Regions from separate parts of the Sus scrofa genome. Here region 1 is linked to region 2. Evidence: chromatin contacts called from public HiChIP or PLAC-seq data. All regions are on one chromosome and are shown on one strand. Each heading gives the region's core, a stretch centred on a gene start, on an enhancer-like site or on the middle of the called end of the contact. The rest is flanking DNA. Distances are from core to core; before and after follow the strand shown.

Region 1 (3,812 bases), core at 1,080-3,579, 220 kb after region 2:
CTGGCCTCGCTTAGTGGGTTAAGGATCTGGTGTTGCCGTGAGCTGTGGTGTAGGTCTCAGATGCAGCTCAGATCCTATGTTGCTGTGGCTGTGGCATAGGCCAGTGGCTACAGCTCTGATTGGACCCCTAGCCTGGGACTCTCCAAATGTTCTGGGTGCGGCCCTAAAAATACAAAAATAAATAAATAAAGTTAAATGGTAGTCATAGAAGATTACTAGGATTTAGCAATATATACTATTCAGATTCAATTTTAAGAGGAAATTAAGAAATCAAACTAACTTACAAACATCAAATACTGTATTTAGAAAATTTTATACTGAGTGAACTAACTCACCTTGAATAGCACTTTACATGACACCAACCAAATTTAATCAGGACAAAGACAAAAAGAAAAACTCTATTAATTAGAAATCTATTACATGGTCATATTGAAAACTGTCTTAAATCATTACAAATTTAAAATAAAATTAACTTCCACACAAACTCAGCTAGTTTACAAACTAGCTTATTATTTATAATAAGCTGTTTAATAAGGCTAACGAAATAACCCCAATATTTTCTGAACCTACATATACATACTCCCTTCAGTCTAATAATAAAGTGGATTGAACAGATTAAGAACTCTTATTTTGTCACTGACTAAAATCGGCTTAAACTCTGAGGAAACTATTCTAGCAAACAAAAGAGGATCAGAAGTCTGATAAACAAGACACTAAAACATTCCGAATGAATCCATTATCCTAACATGTGGACATTCAATCTTTGATGCAAAAGGTTTAATTATAACTGTTATTTCAATAATTCAAGTATTTTCCACCTTTAAATTTTTAGGAAGCCTTTTCTGAATTATCATAATTATGTAATGGTATAGTCTCAATATGTTTCACTTTATTGATTTTACGTTTTTAAAATTCAATAATAAAATTACTACAAATTACTTTTACCTTGGCACAGGTGGAAGGGCCCGTGGAGGACGCTATGGGGAACAGAAAAAGAAAACGGCTTGTAAGTAAAGCCTTAGAACATCTTTACTTCATGTACCTCACATTTTTGATAGCCCTGTTCATCAGTTAATGCCCAGGAGGCACTGATGAGGATCAAATGGGCAATTTTAAATTTGATCTATCATTTCTAAATTTCTTACAAAAATTCCTTCCTTCCTATATTCCTTACTATCTACAGGCCAGGGCCTGTTCTAAGCATTAGGGATACATTAATGAACAAAACAGAGAAATGCCTGCTTTTTTGGAATTACATTCTAGTGGTTAAGTATTAGAAGATAACATTAAATATATTTATACACACATATATCAGTATGTATACATATATATGCATATATAAATATATATAAAACCATGCACGTTATTACAGTAATGTGTATGATCATATGTATTACTTTAGTTAGGGAAAGTCTCTCTGAGATATTACAGCTGAGATTTGAATAAGAAAGGAACCAAAGGGAGCAAATACAAGGCTTTTAGGGGAGACTGGGCTTAAATAGTTCCAGATAAAAGAAAGCCAGTAAAGAAAAAGCAGTTATCCAAGCATGGGCAGATTAATTAGGAAGACCAAGGGAAGGAGCTTAGATTCTATTTTAATTCCATAGGAAACCGATGGAGGTTTTTAAGACACAGAGTAACACATTAAAAAAAAAAAAAATTCTCTGAACACAGCGTAAAGAACACATTTTAGGGCAGAAAGCATTAAAAAAAAAAAAACTTACAAAAACTTCTTTACATGAAAAAGAAAAGTGTTTGCAGTTCAGAAAAAATACAGTTAAGTGGCATTCTGGAATTTTTCAAAATAAAATACCAACAGAAATGTCTAAAATGCAGTTTAATGTTGCAAGTATCTCAAGCTGCTTGCAGAGGATACTGACTAAAAAGGGTTAAATTTTAAACACTCCGATTGTTTGTTCCACAATTGTCCCATTTCGCTATCCATTCATTCAAAAGATGTATTAATACAAATGCTACTACACTAGGACAAGGTCTTACCACTATCCAGCAGTTAAAATTCAACTGGAAAAAAAGAGAGTCACATGAAAGCGCTATTGTTCTCAAGATGCTAAGGACCGCGTTCTAACCAAGGGCTCAGTTCACAGGGTAACTCCACATTTCAAAAGTCCCGCAAAAATGAGGTGTCATCTATCCAGAAAGTCAGTCTCTACGCTCCTCAAAAGGTGGGTGGCTCAAGTAAACTCAAAAGGAACTAAAGCTGGCTTACCACTTGCTTCTTCCCCATCCTGTCTAAATCCGGGATGCCCCGCGGCCGTGGGCTCCCGGGAGAGGGTTCACCGCCGCCCGGCCCGCTCCCGCGCAGGCGCAATGCGTCATCGGGCTGCGCTGTCCAGGCCGCTAGGACCCACAGCCTCCTCCCAGCAAGATGGGAAGGAAGGGGAGCGGGGTGGGGGACCCTGTCTGGCCTTTTCTGTCTACTCCGGCGTTAAAGGGGGCATCGGAGTCCGGGCTGAAGTGCCCTGGAGGAGAGGCTCCAGCGGGCGCGGGGTAGCAATCACGGTTTTCCCCATGATTTCCCAAGTGGTTGCGGACATTTGTTCCAGGAATGTAAGAGAAGACCAGGACTGAAAGTTCCCCACTGGCAAACGGCGATCTCATTCCCGGGCGGCTAAATGCCCTCCGAGGGGCGTGAATAAGGAGGGCCTCGTCGACTGCCCCCGAAACTCGCAAGGGCTGGGGCCGCTGAGAAGTGAGGCGTCGTCATGGCAACGTGCGCACCCAGGCCCCCGGAAAATTCACGCCTGCCCCCTCACCCGATTCTTGGAGTTCGGGTCCGGCCTTGGGACGAATTTCCAGCCCCCAACCCCAACCCCAACCCCAAGCCTATCCTGTGAGCGCCGAAGGGGCTGCTGCGCGAGCTCCTGGAGCTGGGCTCTCCCCTTTCGATCCCGTCCGCCTCACCCCAGAGGTAGCTGCCCGGGTGGAGCAGAGGCCGACGGGCCCTAAACCGCTCACCGGGTGGTCCTCCTCCACCCCGAGCCCGGAGTCGGCCCTCATGGCTTGGTGCCCGCCGGGCTGCCTCGGCGCAACTGCCGCGGGCCCGAGGCTGCTTCCCCGCGATGCAGAGGTCTCTCGGACTTGCGGGAGGCGGGGGCTTGGTGGCGCCAGACTAGGGCGCCTCCCCAGGTCTCCGCCCGCCTCCGCGCGGCCAAGCTTCGCAATCCCTGGTGTCAGAGACGCATTTAACCACCAAGCCCAAAGTTTAGCTTGGGGTTTGAGTGTGTGTGTTGACGCAGGCGATTCTCGGATTTTCTTCCATTGCTTACCCTCCATCCAAAGAAGCACAGCATAAAATCAAATCTAGGCTCACCAAAGTGTTAATAATGGCTTAATTTTCTTCATTTTGTTTAGACATTTTAGAAAAATAATAAGTATTCATTTCACATGGAAAACTACAGATATTTTGAAGTTTAAGGTTAAGAAGGAGTAAGGGGATGGTGTGGATATGACATACAGGAGTAGGAAGAGCTGCTGGAAGACAGCCTTCGTGGAATAACGTCCTCATGGGGGGGGGGGGAGGTGTCTCAGATATTGGTCTCTACCACCGAAATCCATTCCTCTTTCCTAATTTAAGCATAAATGTAGATACTAGCTTTGGGGAAAATTAATGATTGTTACAGCTCTGATCAAAATAACGTTTCATTGTAGCCTAATGTGTAAAATGATGGGAGCAGTGCTGTTTCTGTAAGTTCTGGTGTTAGATGTGAAATGTGTGTATTAATGCTTCTTGCAGTTAGTCAAGTAGACACTTTTTGTAAAATTCATGTTCATGAAACAGAAGTTTCATAAGG
Region 2 (3,747 bases), core at 881-3,380:
AGACTTTTGAGATGAAAGGCCAATCCTACCAAGGCTTACATAAGTAAAGAGGTGCATTTGTAATGGTCTTTTTTTTTTTTTTTTTTTTTTTTTTTTTTTTTTTTTTTTTTTTTTTTTTTTTTGTCTTTTGTCTTTTGTTGTTGTTGTTGTTGTTGCTATTTCTTGGGCCGCTCCCGCGGCATATGGAGGTTCCCAGGCTAGGGGTCGAATCGGAGCTGTAGCCACCGGCCTACGCCAGAGCCACAGCAACGCGGGATCCGAGCCGCGTCTGCAACCTACACCACAGCTCACGGCAACGCCGGATCGTTAACCCACTGAGCAAGGGCAGGGACCGAACCCGCAACCTCATGGTTCCTAGTCGGATTCGTTAACCACTGCGCCACGACGGGAACTCCCTGTAATGGTCTTTAACTCTGTGGAGGATGAGAATTGCAAGTAGATAGAACAACTGGTTCAAAAGCACTAAAGCAGGGCTTCAGGATTTATTCTAGATGTCCAAGGTATGCAGTAGGAACCGGTATTAGGAAATAATGCTGGAAAATGCTTTTCCAACCTTTAAGGTCAGTAATTTTTTTTTTTTTTTTAAGGTCAGTAATTCTGAAGTAGGTACAAGTTACCTGACCCACACTTTGAAGTAAGGCAGATAGATCTAGGTATGAATCTCTACTTGTTACATAAGCAAAGTTTTTGAACCTCAGATTATGCAACAGAATTATTTTAGTGATTAAGAGATCCAACGTATGTAGAGCTCATAACTGAGATGCCTGGCTGATTGGAAGTACTCAAATGTTTGTCTGACTCCTGTCATCCTATGAATAAAGATATGTAAATATAACAACTGTCTTTCAGTGTTTGATGAATGTCTGAGACTTGCTGAATGTTACTGAATTTTAAAAACAGAAAGCTGGAATAACTGCTGAGATGATAAAGTGTCTTCATGCTTGCCCTTTCTTACCACCAAATGTCCTTCACAATTTCTTCTGTAGTGTCATGTCACCACCGTCAACATGCTATTTGGAGATCACTCTAGCTCAGACTTCCAATTCTACAGCAAAGATTTGAAGTTGAGGGGAAAAATGACTGAAATAAATTAAAAACAAAAACCTGGAAGAGTCCTTTTCATTTTATTTCTATGGTCCATTCTAGCTTGATGAATTTCCAGTGAAAAGTTTGTTTCTGGGGCAGAAACTGCAGGTTTAAATAAAAGGCTCGTGGGCAAGTAACCGAGTTCACCACTATTAAAATGACCCAGAAGTCTTTCAAGTGTTTGGGAGATTATCTTTATGCTGATACTAAAAGGATATCTGCCAATATTCATTATTTACGGTTGAAACTAAAGGCAACTGTCTTTCTTTTAAAAGACGTCTGGCTCAAAATCAATTGCAAGAAAAGCCCAACTCAACATAGAGCTCTTTTCCACTATCGTCTCATCTCTCTCCCATCACAGATGGCGACTGAGGCTTAAGGTTTAACGTCCAGACACTAAAGCCGCTCATCGCTCGGGGATGGGGCACTAGGTGAGTACTGTCCGGCAGAGGATGGGATACTGCTAATCCTCCTCAGAGGCGCATCTGGGGTGAACCCGGGGACCAGAGTCCAATGCCCACCACTTCGCCCTTATCCTTAGAAAACCACCCGCTTCCCAGAGCGGGGCGGGGACCCGGCGAGCACCCAGCCCTCCAGTACCCAGCTCCGGCTCCAGTGTCCGCGCGCGACCTCCGAGGACCAGGAGGAGCGCGGGGCGAGGAGGCTCCTCTGCCTTCAAGAGAAGATGGCAAGAGCAAGTTCGGGTCGTGCGCGGGAAGGTTACTTACAGGAATAGCCCGGGGTCCTCGGTCCTGCGCCCGCGCTCCTTCAAGGAGAAGATTCTAAAAGCGGCGGCAGCCTAGGAGCAGCAGCCAAAGCGGCCGCCGCTGCCTGTAACCGCCCGGGCGTGGCAGGGACTGGTGGGCGACTTCACAACATCATCACTCGGCGACTTCGGTTTTGCAGCGACGCCGGCTCAATTACAGTCCCCCGCCCCGCACAATTGGGGAAGAGAGGACGAGACCCACTCTCCCAGCAGCCTCTAAGGCGCTAGCGCACTACCTGCTGGGAATTGCAGTTTCCTCTAGGCCACGCCCCTAGCACGAAAGGCCACGCCCCCTAACCGGCGGCCCCGAGGCGGGAGGCGGGGCCGCGACCCTGCAGCCGGGGTGGGGCGAATCCCGTCCCGGCGGGGTGCCCCGGGCTGGGGCCGAGTTCCAGGCCCACAGTCCCAGTCCGGGTCGCGCCGCCCTCTTGAGCTTCGCGGCCCGCGCTGGGAGCGGGCCTTGCGCTCTCGCCTTGCCCCTGGGCGGGCCGGGCACCCGGGCCCTGCACCTTTGGCTGCCTGAGGAGAGCTGCTGGCTTTGGTCGCCGCCTAGGTAATGAGGGGACGCCGGGCCGGGGAGGGTAAGGGAGGGACAGTTGGGACGTGAGGGAGCGCGGTTGCGTTCGCGCTAACCTCGGGAAGCCCGGGACTAGAACTCGCCACCCTGCCTCAAGCCCGAGCCCGGGCGGCCAGCGGGGCTGTGGAGGGAGCCCGGCTCTGCGTGGCGACCGGCCCGTGCGCCCCGCGCAGCTCCGGCTCTGCCCGGGAGTCCTGGGCCTCGCGGCGGCGGAGGCACCTGCGTGCGGCGTAGGCGGCGCCTGCTGGGGTTGGCGGTGCCAGGTGTTTGGGGGCCCATCCGCCCGCCGCGCTCTCCCCCGGCCCCGCCACCCCCACCCTTACCCTTGCTCTCACCTTTGGCCGTGCTTCCCCGCTCGAGAAGTTTCCAAACCGAGGACGCCCTCCGGCCCCCGCTCCGTGTGACACCTTCTGTGAGTTCGCTAACAAAGTGCCCCAAAACAGGACTCGGAAGGAAGCTTTTACATCATTAAATGCTCAAGCTGCGTTTGGTCCTCGGTATTTAAGTTCAGCGTTGTGTTGTTTCCTCGTGGGTTTGTTGTGTCAGGCACCTTTTCCCTTAGAACTTGATCAGAATTTGTGACAGCGCCTACCTAGCCTAGAGCCTGGCACACAGTAGGCACTTCGTAAATATTTTTTGAAAGTGTGAGTCACGATGCTAAGTTTGGAAAATTCTACTGAGTTGTGCGTCGCTCTAATTTTTAAGACTTTATGGGTTCCCAGGATCCCTTTGAAACTTACAGTAATCTTAGAGCTCTGCGCAGTTAAATCAGGTTTTTTGCATTCCCAGTAACAGTGGTCTCTTTTGGATGTTTACATTAACTAATTCTCTCCCCCCTCCCCAGTTGTGTAATTTAGATGCGCTCCTGATTTTCTCAGCAAGTGTTAATTTAACCTTTCAGATTAAAGCCTTAGGAGGAACCATTAATATAGAACAGATTTAAATTATTTATAAGGCTTTATCCTAATTAGCTTTTTAGATACAAGTGCAAGAGACCACACTGATGTACCTGTGAATATATTTAGAAATACAAGTCTCACCATGATTTTTTTTAAAGAATTTATATTTATACCTAGTGAAAGCGCATGCAGGAGAAAATTATGACAGCAAAGCTATCCTTCCCTCCCCCCGCTGCCCTTAGCAGGGGCAGCTGCTGCCTTGACCTCAAAATGTCTTATAATATTATCTCTTAATAGTCTGTCACATCTAAAGCAAAATCTCTGGGATTAACCCATGCACAGTTCTCACAGATTGTGTTTCTTATGAGTTTTTCTGGGAAAAAAAAAGTGTAATGGAGTTTACAAAATTTTTGTTGTTT

Evidence for each region. HiChIP or PLAC-seq counts read pairs in DNA pulled down with a chosen protein or histone mark.
Region 1: a contact with region 2 is called in an H3K27ac HiChIP or PLAC-seq map of alveolar macrophages. The contact joins the promoter of TMEM237 here to the promoter of STRADB in region 2. A contact is called at or near these places in 1 of 47 Hi-C or Micro-C datasets (heart right ventricle) and 1 of 2 datasets of contacts at active chromatin or transcription factors (alveolar macrophages).

The regions. Positions count from the first base shown.
Region 1 is chr15:105,273,478-105,277,289 of Sscrofa11.1, forward strand. TMEM237 (transmembrane protein 237) reads right to left here and starts at 2,330. Exons shown (of 13, transcript NM_001243665.1): 1 at 2,228-2,330; 2 at 946-977; 3 at 336-346. The coding sequence starts at 2,245.
Region 2 is chr15:105,053,088-105,056,834 of Sscrofa11.1, forward strand. It overlaps STRADB (STE20-related kinase adapter protein beta), which reads left to right and starts at 2,131. Exons shown (of 12, transcript XM_003133587.5): 1 at 2,131-2,405. TRAK2 (trafficking kinesin-binding protein 2) reads right to left here and starts at 2,967. Exons shown (of 16, transcript XM_021075699.1): 1 at 2,765-2,967.